Regions from separate parts of the Mus musculus genome. Here all the other regions are linked to region 2. A link is a contact called in public Hi-C and HiChIP or PLAC-seq data. All regions are on one chromosome and are shown on one strand. The core of a region is the stretch at or near the end of the contact, and the rest is flanking DNA. Distances in the headings are between cores, read along the strand shown.

Region 1 (2,700 bases), core at 183-2,682, 150 kb after region 2:
TTGTATTTTATAAACACCTTTATACCTTCTACACGCAACCTGAATGTAATTTAATACAATTTTTAATGCACCTGCGTTTTGACTCTAAGCCATCACATGAAGTCAGATGTGGCATTTATTTCTTCTTGTGGCCTCATGTTGGTGCTCAAAATTCTTTTTCTTCTTGGAGCATTTGGTATTTCTGATTCTTCAAATTAGGGATGCTCAACTGTCCACATTCTTAACACACACACACCTAAATACATTTTGCTTCCTCATAACAGAACCACTGTGTACTCTCAAAATCTCGGAGGCTTTTAAAATAGATTATTTGGAACTCATGTCAGAAGGAGCCTTAGCTGGTAACATCAAAGAATCAACCAGGCTTCCCAGAGACCCATGGACTGCCCAAAATTGTATGAACTGAGGAGCAATGGCTTGTCAACAGGAACAGCTCAAATCTCCCCAGCTATCTGACTCCATAAGTAGTGTTGTCAAAGCTTCCCCACAGAAGAGAAGCTTGGCACGTCTGTTGACAAAGTATGACATTGCTCAATGTTCCAAACAAGTTTGGGGCTAGACCAACCCTGTGAGAAGAGTCCTACAACACCCACTCTACACCACAAGAAGCAAATCATAAGGCTGTGTGGTATGGCTTTTCTGTATCAATTTCAAAATTAAATATATATATTGTTATTATTATTATTATTATTATTATTATTATGAAAAGGACTAGGGCCAAAGATATGGCTCGTTGGTTAGGACTATTCCTTCGGAGGACCCAAGTTCCCCTGGGGAGAGAGCATCTCTCCAGCCACACACCTTGCACCCTTCCTTTGAGAGGCCTCTCTCTGTGTACCCATCACTGTCATGTTTACTAAGAGTGAGATGTGATGCTAAGTTCTTACTGAAATAAATATTTTTTAAGAGTAATCAATAGCCAGATAGATTAATTAATTTCTCAGTTGTTACTGAAGGGCTGGGAAGATGGTTTTGTCAATAAAGTGTTCTCCCTGCAAACATGAGGATCTGAGTTCAGATTCTCAGCAGCCTTGTAAAAACAAAGAAACAAAAACTAGGTCTATGGAAAGCTACAATAGGTCTGCCTGTGTCTCTTTTTGAGTTTTCTTGCCTCTCTCCAGGATGGCCCCTGCTGTTGGCTCTCTTTTCCTCAAATTATGCCAACAGGTATGATAAGATCACAGTGCCTATAGTTTATGCCCCACCTCCTAGGCAGTCTCCACCCACAACCATTTCCCTGAGCCCTTCAAGTGTTTCAAATATTTTTAGTAAAGAGAACTCTTCTCATATGAAGATAGTCATGTTGACAACCTCTTCCCAAGTACAAACAGCCTGGGAAGACATGCGATTTCGTGTAGGTTGCCTTGAACTATGGGATCAAGTTTGCATGCACTCTGGCGTGATGACAGTTCTTTCTTTGCCAAGATGACTCAGAGCACAGACTGCCTTTCCACGATGGTCACTTTATTTCTCTTCAAAAGACTGCTGCAAAGCAGACTAGTAGAATACTTACCTAAGTGTCAGGCTTTGGAAAATGAATACTGTTTTGTAAGAGTCATGGCTCATGTCAACTGGAGGTTACTACTTGCGATGTAGCATGCTTAGTGCACGCTTTATTTTAATCTTCACAACCGCTTCCCACTCCCTCAACCATTCACCCACTCTCCACCTCTGCCCCAGTTCTCCAGATAAAAAGCAGCTGAATCATTGAGATATTAAGTAACTTGCCTTCCCACAGAGAGTTCATGGCAGAGGTAGATGTAATTTGAATGCAGGGGGTTGTCTGTGGTCCTATGAACTAGAGCAGGACTCTTTGTGAATGGAGATACTCATTGCCACGGGAAGGTCCAGCAGTCAACCCACACAACGATATGGTATTTTTCTTATTCCTTAGACACTGTGCAGTGAACTTTCCATAAATCTATCTAGTTAAAGGAACAGAACCAAATAAAACCGTCTTCTGCCCCCAAAGCAATCATCCCTCTCCTCCACGATGTCAACTAAAATCTACCCCAGCACCTTCTTTTCCTCTCTTTCTGCTTCAGAGCTCACAAAACTAGTCACACTATCCTTCCCCCTTCACACCAGCAGCCTCTCTATTCTATTGTATTTGCTGCCAGAATGCTCTCTTGTTAAATTAGCTCTTGGGTTCCTTCCCAACATAACAGGGAATTCACGGTCAAATATCAAAGGTCTCGCCATCCCCCTGACTCTCCCAAATGAATATCCCAATCTCTGCCCTGTTTCCACCATCATCAGAATGTCACAAACATACAACCATGTTCCATTTCCCTACTGTGCCTAAAATGACATACACAGTCATAAATTTTGGTCTGAATGAAGTTTGGAAGACCAGCATTTTTACCAACATTCCAAACACAATCTTTTTGGTGCTGTTCATCATTGGGCTGGAAGCCGGCTTTGGACTATTTATACTCTTTGAATTATTCCCAGTTCTTCCTTCTGAAACTAAACAGAAAAGCTGGCCTAAGTGCTTCAGGGCTTCAAATAAGACAGTCCACTCGCCAACAGTCTCAAGATCATGGCAAGTATCAGCCTTTGATAGCAGCGAGGGGGGCACTGGGCATTGAACACCGATCGCTTGCTTTTGGTAGAGTGCTTTAGAAGTTGTTTTTTGGTCTCCACTAGTAGAAGGGTCAATGTCTTTGCTGGGATTGTGACAAGCTTCTCCAGAATGAG
Region 2 (2,700 bases), core at 111-2,610:
TCAGCCATTCTGCCTCGGCTGCTCACTCTTTCTGCCTCAGCTCAACTACTACTTTCTCTAGAAGACTTTTCCAGAAAGTCCTTAGATTATGTCAGACCTCACGATGTTATACCTTCAAAGCATTCTTGACTCGGACCTCAATACCCTCGTTAGATGTTATGTGTGTTGTGGGTTTATGTCAATTTTTCTATTGTAAGCGCCAAGAGTGGGAACAATGCCAGTGTTCTTACGAATGGGTCCACTACTCCTCATCAAGGGTCATAGGCATGCCAAATGCTTGAGGTTTAAGGGAACAAATGAATGAATGAGTGAATGAATGAATGAATGAATGAATGCTGTCAAGAGGTAGGCCTTACGGAGTTCTAAGCCAATTCAGAGTGTGGTTATCTGTTTTTATTCTGTGGAGCTCTGGCATATGTCTGCCTCTTGCAGTTTAAGCATCATAGACATGGATGACGTGGAAGCGGGTTGTCTTGTCTGGCACCACATGCATCCTGAAGTCATCCTGAACCTTTTGCTCAGTGTTTCTCCTCTGCAACTGATACAGAATTGAAAAAATAGGGGATGGCCAAGCTGATCAGGTAGGAGTCTCCATGGAGACAGGACAGCAGCTTCTGTATGTTCTGGCTTACATGGGGTGGCCTTTCATGACCTTACCTTGGGCTGTATTTCAGGGTAGTGCCATAGCAGTGCCTCCCACAAATGAATGTGCTGGTGGTTATGGGACACCCTCTTAGGTCTGGCCATGGAGTTTCTGTTGGTCGAGGCATTTTGTAAGCGCCATTAACCTCATCGTGTCCAGTCATTGCAAAATTAGTGAAGACATGGAACGTACAATGGAAAGATGTATCCTTAAATGACCCGGTCCCAGATGTGTGTATATCTTCTGTGGACCTATGAAGTTTGCACAACGACTGAGTGCCTGTAACTTTCAATTCCAGACAGATGTGGTTTTGTCAACCAGGAAAAAGAAAAAAAAAACTATTATCCACACAAAGTTTATATATATATATATATACATATATATATATACATATATATATATATATATATATATATATATATATATATATATATATATATATATGTTCTCTAGTCACACGTCTCATCAGCAAGCCAGGGCACATAATTAATTGACCAGGAGGCACACTGGGATTAATTAGCAGTTGCATAGGAAGAGTTTAGCTCAGCCTTCCAGGGCAGAGGATGGTGTTCTAGAATGACCAGTTCCTGGATTCCCAATTCAGCCCCTATCATGGGGGGAATCTCACTGTTCACTGACAATAGGACTGGGGGCTCTTGCCACCAATGTGGGCCAGCACGTGCACACCTGGCTCATGCCAGCAGAGGGCAGCAGTACGCTGTGCGTGTTCAATTTGCATTCCAAATTAGCAGATCCCGGTGGGACCTACAAAGAAAGGAAGTGGGTGCCCCAGGCCTAGGCTAATTCTCTCTGGGTGTTAACACTGGCCCGAATAATAGCAAACCCGGGCCTTTTGCAGTCCATTGAGTGTTGCTCTTCTCTTCTGCCATAGAGAAATGAACACGCCACTAGGAGCTGCTATCACAGACAGGAAGTAACTTTAATTAAATATCGTGAACGTTGAAAAGTTTTTTACAGTTTGAATTTTTGAAAAAAAAAAAGGAGAAGAAAAGAAAAGAAAGAAAGAAATAAAAAAGAATGAAATATAACAATCTCTACAGTAGTTGAGTGCTCTAACAATTGGATTGTACAGTGTGTGTCTATTGAAAACGTTTGAAAAGAAGGTGAAAGATTTGCAGAATGAGTTCATGGAGCTGCATCCTACATTGTGAGGCCGGGCATGGCGTGGACATATCCAGTCATCCAGAGGCAGGGCTCTTCCCCCAAAACGGAAATCTGAATTGAATTCTCTACTCCATCTTCTTTTTAAAAGCCATATTCTGTATTTAGGGGGCTATATCTTAAAGGGACTTAAAAACAAGATTTTGTGTAGAAGAAAGTGGTTCCTAAAACCAAACTACTTCTCCATCGGCTAATCAAACAGAAGTAACAAAACACAATTGATACACATTTTCTTTTTAAAGGCTCTTTGGGCTTTCCAGTAAAGTTCTCATCACGTCACAGCACGTGGCTAACAGATTGGTGGCGTCTTTTGTCAGGGTCTGAGCCGGACACCTCACCGGCTTGCTGCTCGTTCCTTTGCAGACAGTTGTCTGGCTCACCAGACAAAATATGGCTTTAGACGTTAGACATCTTGAGGCCAGCGCTTACCACACGAATTCAGACAACCTTTCTGAGTACGGAGAAGCAATGCTAAACCTTGCTTATATTTTTTTCCAGTTTCTTTTTATTTTTATTATTATTATTATTATCATCAGTTGTCATTATTATTATTTCTCACCATGAAAAATCAGCTTTCCTCCCTCCCCTCCCCTACCAACCCCCCCAACTTCCCTCCCCTCCCCTCCCCAACCCATAAAAATCCGCACTCTGACAGTCTAGTGAAAACCGTTGAAATCCATCCGGGCATGCACAGTCGCAGCTTTGTTAATGTTCTCTTGCTCTACTAGAAAAAGTAACATTGTCTTAAAGTAACAAAACAGTTCTTTTGTGCTTTTCGATTTCTCTCTTTTTTTTTCTTCTTTTTCTTTTTTTTTTTTCTTAGAATGTTAGTGATGGCTGACAGTTGGGGGGGGTGCACAGTACAATGTACAGGT
Region 3 (2,700 bases), core at 123-2,622, 130 kb before region 2:
CTAAAGTAGCCTCGTTTAAAAAAAAAAGTATTTATTTAATGTATAGGATACACTGTAGCTGTCTTCAGACCCACCAGAAGAGGACATCAGATCTCATTACAGATGTTTGTGAATCACCATTTGGTTGCTGGAAATTGAACTCAGGACCTCCACAGACTGTACAACCATGGACATTTACTGCTATCTTTGTGTTCAGAAGTTGAACAAAAGAGACAGGGGAAAGCACTTTGGCAATGATAATGGACACTGTATCTTACCATTTCCAGGTAACAAGAACAAAGGCCTCTAAGATGGTATGGTCAAGAGAGATTACCTTTAGCACCAACATCCCAGCTCCAACACGATTATCTGATTGTTTAATCCTGTGGTGGATGGAGCAAGGTGTAAGTCTTCTTTCAGGCTAATGTCCTCCAAGCTTGTTTCTCGATGGTGTTTCACCCCATGCCTTTTGCTAAATCCCTTTTCTGTACCAGACAGCTCAGTTCAGGCTCTATTACTTGCCACCAGGAACATTGCCCAAGATGAAAGATAAAAACCTCAGAAAAACAAAACAAAAACCCCAAAACAGAAAAACAAAAACAAAACAAACAAACAAAAATAGCAGAGGATGTCAAGAGTTAGGGACTGAAAAGGCAGTCAGTGCCCACACTTTGGGGAGAGTGCACTGCTCAGTGCTTTTATACTTTATACACATTTTGATGTTTGGCATCCAGTCCTCAGGACTCAAGGATCGATTTGTTTCCAAGACAGAACCCTCAAGACTGTGAGGGTGTCTGAAGCCTTCCTCACATCTTTCCTGGAGACACAAGAGACTGAGAATGTGGTGATATGGTGGAGAGCTAAGCTGTATGCATCTAGATTAAGTGCACAGTGAAATTTTACGCCCTGAGCTTCATTGCATTCAGATCTCCTAGGCTCCATCTTGGCTTGAATTACCAAGTTATAGAAGTGACTCCCCCCACCCCGCCGCCCCCCCCCCACACACACACAACTCGATTGTAGAAAGCCAGTAGATATTTAGTGGCCAACTTTCAACACATAAGACCTAAGACATCCTGGGTATCTCTGCTAGTTGGAAATTATATTTTTTCAATGAAGGTCCCATGAGAGATAGTCTGTGATGTCTCCATGCATTCTTGTTTGAAATGAGAGGGATGAGATGTGTTAAGTGGTGACCATAATAAACAGAGAAGCACATCCCAAACATTGGCTCTGTTCATGCATCTCTGCCCTCTATCTGTATATCTGTGGCAGAAAACAGAAGCAGAATTATACCCATGTTATTGATGAGAAAAAGAGAGCACCATGTAGTCAACTAACTTATCCAATGCCAGCAGACATCTAAAAGGGGAAGTGAAAGATGGATGACTGATTCAGAGTGCCCACTTCTGCCAGCACAGTGGTAAATACACTAGTCTGGAAGCCATTGGTGCACTTATCAATTGCCCTCCTCGTTAGCCAGGAGAATTTACATGTAACTTTGCTTTTTTCATGGTTACCTTAAACAAACAGGATCTATCCCTGCTGGGTTATGAGAAGAATAAATGATAGTAACATATATGAAAATCTAGAATGGTGTCTAACAATGGCAATTAGTTGATAAAAGTTAGCCAATGTTTGGATCGTTTTTATTATAACTTAGACACAGAAAACATCCTGACCTTCCCTACTTGGTCCTTCTTTGTAGATTCTATGTTCTCAGTTGAATAGTTGAAGCACATTAAGCAGTTAATACATTTTTGATAGGTAAACCAATGAACAGGTACCAGAATTATTTTATTTTAAAATTGTGTGGGGGGGGGAGAGGAAGAGAGAGAGAGAGAGAGAGAGAGAGAGAGAGAGAGAGAGAGAGAGAGAGAGAAAGGAGACAGACAGAGACAGACAGAGACAAACAGAGACAGAGAGGCAGAGACAGAGAGAGGCAGAGAGAGAGAGAGAGAGAGAGAGAGACAGAGACAGAGACAGAGACAGAGACAGAGGCAGAGGCAGAGACTACATGTCTGAATGACTATATTGGGTCTGTATAAGTGCAGTGCCCACAGAGGCCAGAAGACAGAGTCAGATTTCATTGAGCTGAAGTTATGGTTGGTTCTGAGCCACATGACATAGTTGTTGGGAATTGAACTCTGGTTCTTTGAGAATTTCATACCATGGGTTTAGATTATACTCACCTCCCCTCATCATAACTTTTCTAAGATCCAGCCTGCCTTCCTTATTTGCCCAACTTTGCACCCCCCTACCTGCTCCATCACCAACTCATCTCTCCAGCCCTGGTATGTGAGCTACTGAAGGTATTAGTGAGGGCTGGGGGAAATAACTGAATTTTGTTTCACTGTGTAGGATGTGGGAAGAGAAATGAACATTGACACTTCTTCCCGAGCAAACACAACATCTTATCTACATTGCAGGGAACAATGGGCCTTTGGACCCCCTGTCCTGGCTCCTTCCCATGCTTTGTCTTTGCTTTCCAACTTGCATTTAAGCCTTAGCCCGGCCTGTGCTGTGAATGTCATGGCTGTAGCTTAATGCCAGTAAAAAGCCTTTCATGCTCTGCTAATGTGGCATTTGTTTGGTAATATGGGGGAGCGAGCGTTCAAAATAAATCCAGAAATGGCATCTTATAAATTTGGATTTCCTGTTCTTGTAATTTATAGGGCTCACATTGGAGAACACTGTCTTGTGCATAAATACAATTTCTTT
Region 4 (2,700 bases), core at 132-2,631, 200 kb after region 2:
ACTTGAACCCACACATTCCTTCCCACAGGCTCAGCTGTAGGGCAATGGCCATTTGTTTTCCATAACTGTCCTGTTATTCGGTTAGCACCACTAAAACTTTGCACTGCCTGAAAAATGAGCTTGATTATTTATTTCACTTGCTAACCGCCTGCCTGCTCCACTAGGACAGAAGCCCATGAGAACAGGAATATTGGCTGTCTTGCTCGTGGCTACATCCCCAGCTGCCGCTCAGTGGGTAGTCAACAATAAATGGGTAAATATATGTGTGTCTGCTGGCTCAAGTGCAAACTGCCGCCCATCTACTGGGAGGAAGGAGTGCTTTTCTATGCAATCTTTTATTGCTGTAGAAAAGGACAGGAAATTCTTAGGAAGCTAACAAGAAGGCCTTAGTCACAGAACCAGAAGACAGATCACAAGACATTGGAAACTTCATTCCTAAATAATTACATATAAATCACAGAGTAAGCAATACGAGTGTGATTCTCTGTCCGAACTCTAACCCACTTCAATAGTGCAACTAAATCAATAGGGTGAGGCCACTCATTTTAAAGACACAGAGTGTGTAGATTTTAGTTTGTCTCAAGAATACCCAGTTAGGTACAGAGAATAGGCGGCAGGCTTCTAGGTAGGGTTATCTATCCCAAAAATGAGAGAGAGAGAGAGAGAGAGAGAGAGAGAGAGAGAGAGAGAGAGAGAGAGAGAGAGAGGTTTCCTGTGGAAGAGCAGCAGGTACTCTTAATCATAGAGCAACCTCTGTAGCTCCTACTCTGCTTTTTGAGACAAGGTCTCCACTGGCCTGGAGCTTGCCAAGGAGGCTAGAATGGCTAACCCGTAAGCCACAGATATCTGCCTGTCTCTGCTTCCTCCGTGATGGGATTCTAAGTGTGTTTTACCACACCCGGCTTTATTATGTAGGTTCTGGGGACTCCATTCAGGCCCACCTGAATGTTCACAGAGCAATTTCCTGACTAAACTACCTCCCCAGCCTGGAGACTTACACTTATTTTTCTGTACTCTTGTTTTTGTTTTTCTAAGTCCTAGGGATCAAACCCAGAGCCTTGCACACTTTGGCAGGTCCTGTAACACTAAGCTACATGACCAACCCTTCCAAAGGGCATTCAGGGTACATGGGAGTGATCATCCTAAAGCAAGGGGAGACCATGTCCATTAAAATACGTGGGGTTATCAGTGTGTGGAGGCTGGGAGGACGAACCATCATCGGCCTTAGGTGGAGACTGCAAGAAGGAGAACCGCTCTGCAAGGCTCTGTCTGTGGGTGAGAAGGAGCCAGTCACATTGGATTCCTCAGGCTCCACTCCTTGAGTCAGCTCACTCATTTATGAATAAGAAGATTACTCACTGCCTCTGTGAATGAACAGTTTCCCTGACACTCTAAGCCCTTGGCATCTTCCTTCAAGACTTCTGTGTTTCCCTCTTCCTCCCCCAGTGGCCACAGTGGCTGGGGCAGAAGGGCTTTCTCTCCCTCACTGTCTTCAATGAACAGTTCTATGCCCTCAGCCCACTCTGGGCCTTCTTTCTGGCTTCTCAGAAGGGGAGTCCCTTGATTAGGGGGTCTGGCATCAGGGCGCTCTCACAGGCTGCCCTGCAGTCACAGGCTTGGCAGACAGCAGGCAGGGTTTGGGCTGTTAACTTTTGTCCTGGAGATGGATCTCTTTCTACCACTTGCTCTTTTTCCTCTTAAAATAAATGCGGTCTTCTGACTTTCCAGCCATTAGTGGTGGCTGATTAATTTCCAAAGTGAGTTCAGTTTGAAGCCACTTCTACAAATAGACACTTGATTGAGTTGAAGAGTCAAGAAGGGATTGTTATTTAATTGTATTTGATTCGGAGACAAGCAGCGGCTTCAGAGACTCACCTCGCAGTGTGCTCTGACTAATTATGAGTGATATTCCTTCCATGTGTTGACAGAGCACTTCAGATTTTCGCTATGTTCTTCCGCACATGCCTGGAAATAATCCCTCCCGTGACCCGAGAACTAGATAGATTACAAAGTATTGTGACCGTTTGCTGAGAGGGAGAGAGGAAGCTCTTCCCAGAAATGGGATGGGTACGTCACCAAAACTCGTCTCTCTGACAGTGACTTGCCTGTACTTCCTGCCTCCGATGTGTCATCCCATCAAATCAAGATGTGTCTGGTTGGGGGCGTGGAGGATGAGCCCCTGAGTCGAGAGAACTAAGAATCTGGCTTCTGATCCCACCTTTACCTTTTGGAATAGTAACCTCAGTTTCCATGTGTGTAAAGTGAGGAGGGAAGAGTCCCTTGCTCATAGCAACTGTTTGAGAAAGAAGAAAATTGCTCAGAGCCTTAGGATAGAGCAGAGCTAGCCACATACACAGTAGGGCCTTGCGATCATGAGCTAGTTACCTGCCCTTTCTGCCACAGGACTGAATGTCAAACTATAGCAGATTTGTTTGTTTTCTCCACTTCAAACACAAACTTCTGGAGCCTATGGCCTTTGTTTTATTTGGGAACTGGATAATTGAGCTCCGGGGGGGGGGGGCACGGAGGCAGTAGGGGGGGGGGTGTTTACGGCCAGCATTTTAAACTTGGGATTTTACCAAAAAAATTTCATAAACTTCTTGGAAATGAGATGTCTAGCGTTATGAGGTCCACATTCCAGTGTGGCAACTATTGGCTGAAACTCTATGGCCACTTCCCCTTTATACAGGGCACACCCTG
Region 5 (2,700 bases), core at 118-2,617, 210 kb before region 2:
TTGTGGCACTGTTTTCATAAAACACTCCAAAGTAGATGTAGTCTGACATTTGAACCTTGTGCTGTTCTCTGCCATGTTTTATTACTTCTCTGTACACCAGGCAAGAGGACTCCAAACAGAGGAGATGGCAGCTTAAAGAAAGGAGTGTGAGACTCTTGAGAGCCCTTTTCTTTTTCCCCTTACACGGGTCCCACAGGTCTGAGAAAGTCAAGGGCTTGATATTTACTATTCATTGGCTCGGCACACATGGAGATCTGCGCTCAGAAGCCACAGAAAACGGAAAAAATGAAGTTGGGCACCTCCCAGCAGTTCCGGTGTTTCAGGAAGACACACTGAGGCTGCTCTTTGAGGGCTGCTGTGCAAGGTATGAGCAGCAAGGCAAGAGCCAGTACTCTCCGAGAGCCTTGACCTTCCCAGACATCTCCAGAAGCAAGTCCCAGCATTGCATGTCTCCAAAGATGAGAATTTGGGTGATGTTTCTTAAAGGTCACAGAAGCTTTTTAACAGCCAACAGCTCAGAAGCTGGTACACAATTCTGCCTCAGTTGCTTGAACCACCCCTCTCTTCTGACCCTGCAGCTTGTCCTGCCCCTCTCTATAATGCATCTTATTCTTTCTTTTCCACTAACTGTGGAGACCTGCACTGGCATCAAGTTTAGACAGTGATGGAATGGTACACACCTGGGAACAGGAAGCCAGGCTTAGTATAGCTGTTGAAGTACCTGGGGCTCACGTGGAGACAACAGATATAATAAATACATTGACTGGGCCAGACTCCAGCTGCTAGAGATGAATGCAATACTCTTTATGTCTTTGCTGAGGCTTTATATGTGCCCAATGATACCAAAGGACCCAGAGAAAACCTGCAGCATGGCTCAGAAGTACAGTTAATGCCTGTTTAATGTTAATGTTTCCTGTTTGACATGTGTTCTCTCTAATTCCTAGGTACAGAGATTTCTGGAAATGACTCATTATGTTTCCAAATCCTAAATTGATGTGTAACATAGAATCAGTACTCAAATGCTCGCCAAGTGTCCCTAACAAGATGACCTTACTCTTCTTTGGGAAATTAGTTGTTAACACCCTTTCAATGTACACATATGGCATGGGGTACTCCTGCAGTTGCAGGGTAGAGGAGCTGAGGGGCACTTTGACACAGAGAGAGAATCTTCCCAAAGCTGGGATTTCCTTTAAAGATCACCCTATTGCTGTGATAGAAGGGTGGCTTGCTAGTTGTTACATCAAAATACAAGAGAAAGCAATTAAGGTAGGGTAAGATTTATTTGGCTTGCAAGTCTGGGGTAGAGAGCCGGGGACAGCATCACAGGCCAAAGAGAGCTAGTCAGCTTCACTCACACTCAGGAAGCAGAGAGTAAACAGGAAGTGGGCTCTAGCTAGGAAGACTCAAGGGCTTGCCCCTGGGGAACTATTTCCTCTTATGAGGTTCTACTTCCTGGAGTTTCACAGCCTCCTCAAACAGCACCACCATGAAGTCCAAGTGTTCAAACACAGGAGCCTATGGGATCATTTCATGGAAGAAGAGTGGAGGAATAAGGCAGATATGATCTTCAGGTTCCCAAAATCACACAGGACAACAATTCTTTTCCTCGGTTAACCAAAATCTTCATATTCCGGATGTCTGTGGTATTGTGAGATTCATTTACCTGTCCATGTACACCTGCCATCCTGGAAAATATTTCCAGCATAAGGGCATGTTCTCAACATCTGCTTTAATACAGGGAGGATCCAGCATGGTAGACAATGTGGATCTGGAGGCAGGGGATATTCTGTCCTAACACCAGATGTTCCATTGTGATGACATTCTTTTGCTTTAAAAAGAGGCATTCCTCAGTTACTGTGATAAAATTTCTCTTCCAAAGAAAAAGCGAGTTTTCACAGGGACAGAAATCAGAAACGAATCAACCTATTTTTTTTTTTTTAAAAAGAAGATCCGTTAAAATCAATTCCTTAAGATTCTTCCTTCACCATTTCAAACCAGCATTTCCCTCCTTGTATGCTTGTATGTTTACATGGGTGGACAGCAAGCATGTGAGGACATCTGGTAAGTGCCTGTGGGTACCCATGGAAGCCAGAAGAGAGCAGCAGGTCCTGGAGCTGGAGCCCCTGAAAGAGCAGTAAGTCCTCTTTACCACTGAGCCGCTGCTCCTGCCTCTCCAATCAGCATTCTTGGTGACTTCACTTTTGATGGGCTCCACCTCCATTGTGACATTTGATGAGGAAAAGCAACACTCACTTGGCAGTTTTTGTTGAGCTTACATTTCTGAGGTCTCAGCATCTAGAGAAAATGTGGCCACATATATACATCTGTAATTAGTGAAGTTTTCCACATGCAAAGTGGTGATCAATGATATAGGAAATTTACATCATGTGTATTACTCTTTGCATAATACCAAGGTCTCAGGTATCACTAGGTTGTTTGTGTATATTTGATGTACTCATAGTGTACATAGATACATAGCATACATAGCTTGAAAGCAGTGTTCAGCCAAGGGCTCGGAAGTTTAAACCTGACTATGACTTAAACTTTCCCTGAAGCACTGACAAATAGGTTTTCTGAACTTTCTAAGTCTATACTTGTGATATGATTATGATCTACAGAATAAAAGCTAGAGATTTTGGTCTCTGTTAAGGTTCTTCTGAAGCTACGGGACTCATGGGACTCATTTCAACTATTTGATGA

Evidence for each region. HiChIP or PLAC-seq counts read pairs in DNA pulled down with a chosen protein or histone mark. A called contact is a pair of places that touch in the nucleus more often than the background predicts.
Region 1: a Hi-C map of the C2C12 cell line shows a contact between it and region 2, with 3 times the contacts expected there. The contact joins two enhancer-like sites. A contact is called at or near these places in 1 of 15 datasets of contacts at CTCF or cohesin (pro-B cells), 10 of 484 Hi-C or Micro-C datasets (the 63-12 cell line, the C2C12 cell line, the CH12 cell line and 6 more) and 1 of 115 datasets of contacts at active chromatin or transcription factors (fibro-adipogenic progenitors).
Region 3: a RAD21 HiChIP or PLAC-seq map of pro-B cells shows a contact between it and region 2, with 4 times the contacts expected there. The contact joins two enhancer-like sites. A contact is called at or near these places in 1 of 39 promoter capture datasets (the C10 cell line), 2 of 15 datasets of contacts at CTCF or cohesin (large pre-B cells and pro-B cells) and 3 of 484 Hi-C or Micro-C datasets (embryonic stem cells and uterus).
Region 4: a contact with region 2 is called in a Hi-C map of tail fibroblasts, with 3 times the contacts expected there. The contact joins two enhancer-like sites. A contact is called at or near these places in 1 of 15 datasets of contacts at CTCF or cohesin (pro-B cells), 8 of 484 Hi-C or Micro-C datasets (adipose-derived mesenchymal stem cells, cerebellum, embryonic fibroblasts and 3 more), 2 of 115 datasets of contacts at active chromatin or transcription factors (the NIH/3T3 cell line and fibro-adipogenic progenitors) and 1 of 9 other capture datasets (embryonic tail).
Region 5: a contact with region 2 is called in a RAD21 HiChIP or PLAC-seq map of pro-B cells, with 6 times the contacts expected there. The contact joins two enhancer-like sites. A contact is called at or near these places in 2 of 15 datasets of contacts at CTCF or cohesin (large pre-B cells and pro-B cells), 4 of 484 Hi-C or Micro-C datasets (the 3T3-L1 cell line, brown adipocytes, liver and 1 more) and 1 of 115 datasets of contacts at active chromatin or transcription factors (large pre-B cells).

What each region holds. Positions count from the first base shown.
Region 1 is chr11:44,853,458-44,856,157 of GRCm38.p6, reverse strand. The region is part of intron 6 of Ebf1 (early B cell factor 1); the gene reads right to left. Among named protein-coding and RNA genes, the nearest start is that of Gm51859, 230 kb to the left of the region's middle. Within about 2 kb of position 1,432, at least 28 of the 459 cell types and tissues checked have an H3K27ac peak or open chromatin away from gene starts, as enhancers often do. A contact at or near this core is called in the C2C12 cell line, where this site is marked.
Region 2 is chr11:45,006,956-45,009,655 of GRCm38.p6, reverse strand. Ebf1 (early B cell factor 1) reads right to left here. Exons shown (of 16, transcript NM_007897.3): 16 at 1,560-2,700. Among named protein-coding and RNA genes, the nearest start is that of Gm51859, 80 kb to the left of the region's middle. Within about 2 kb of position 1,360, at least 28 of the 459 cell types and tissues checked have an H3K27ac peak or open chromatin away from gene starts, as enhancers often do. A contact at or near this core is called in the C2C12 cell line, pro-B cells and tail fibroblasts, where this site is marked.
Region 3 is chr11:45,139,358-45,142,057 of GRCm38.p6, reverse strand. No RefSeq gene overlaps it. Among named protein-coding and RNA genes, the nearest start is that of Gm12159, 24 kb to the right of the region's middle. Within about 2 kb of position 1,372, at least 5 of the 459 cell types and tissues checked have an H3K27ac peak or open chromatin away from gene starts, as enhancers often do. A contact at or near this core is called in pro-B cells, where this site is marked.
Region 4 is chr11:44,811,197-44,813,896 of GRCm38.p6, reverse strand. The region is part of intron 6 of Ebf1 (early B cell factor 1); the gene reads right to left. Among named protein-coding and RNA genes, the nearest start is that of Ebf1, 190 kb to the right of the region's middle. Within about 2 kb of position 1,381, at least 44 of the 459 cell types and tissues checked have an H3K27ac peak or open chromatin away from gene starts, as enhancers often do. A contact at or near this core is called in tail fibroblasts, where this site is marked.
Region 5 is chr11:45,212,993-45,215,692 of GRCm38.p6, reverse strand. No RefSeq gene overlaps it. Among named protein-coding and RNA genes, the nearest start is that of Gm12159, 97 kb to the right of the region's middle. Within about 2 kb of position 1,367, at least 19 of the 459 cell types and tissues checked have an H3K27ac peak or open chromatin away from gene starts, as enhancers often do. A contact at or near this core is called in pro-B cells, where this site is marked.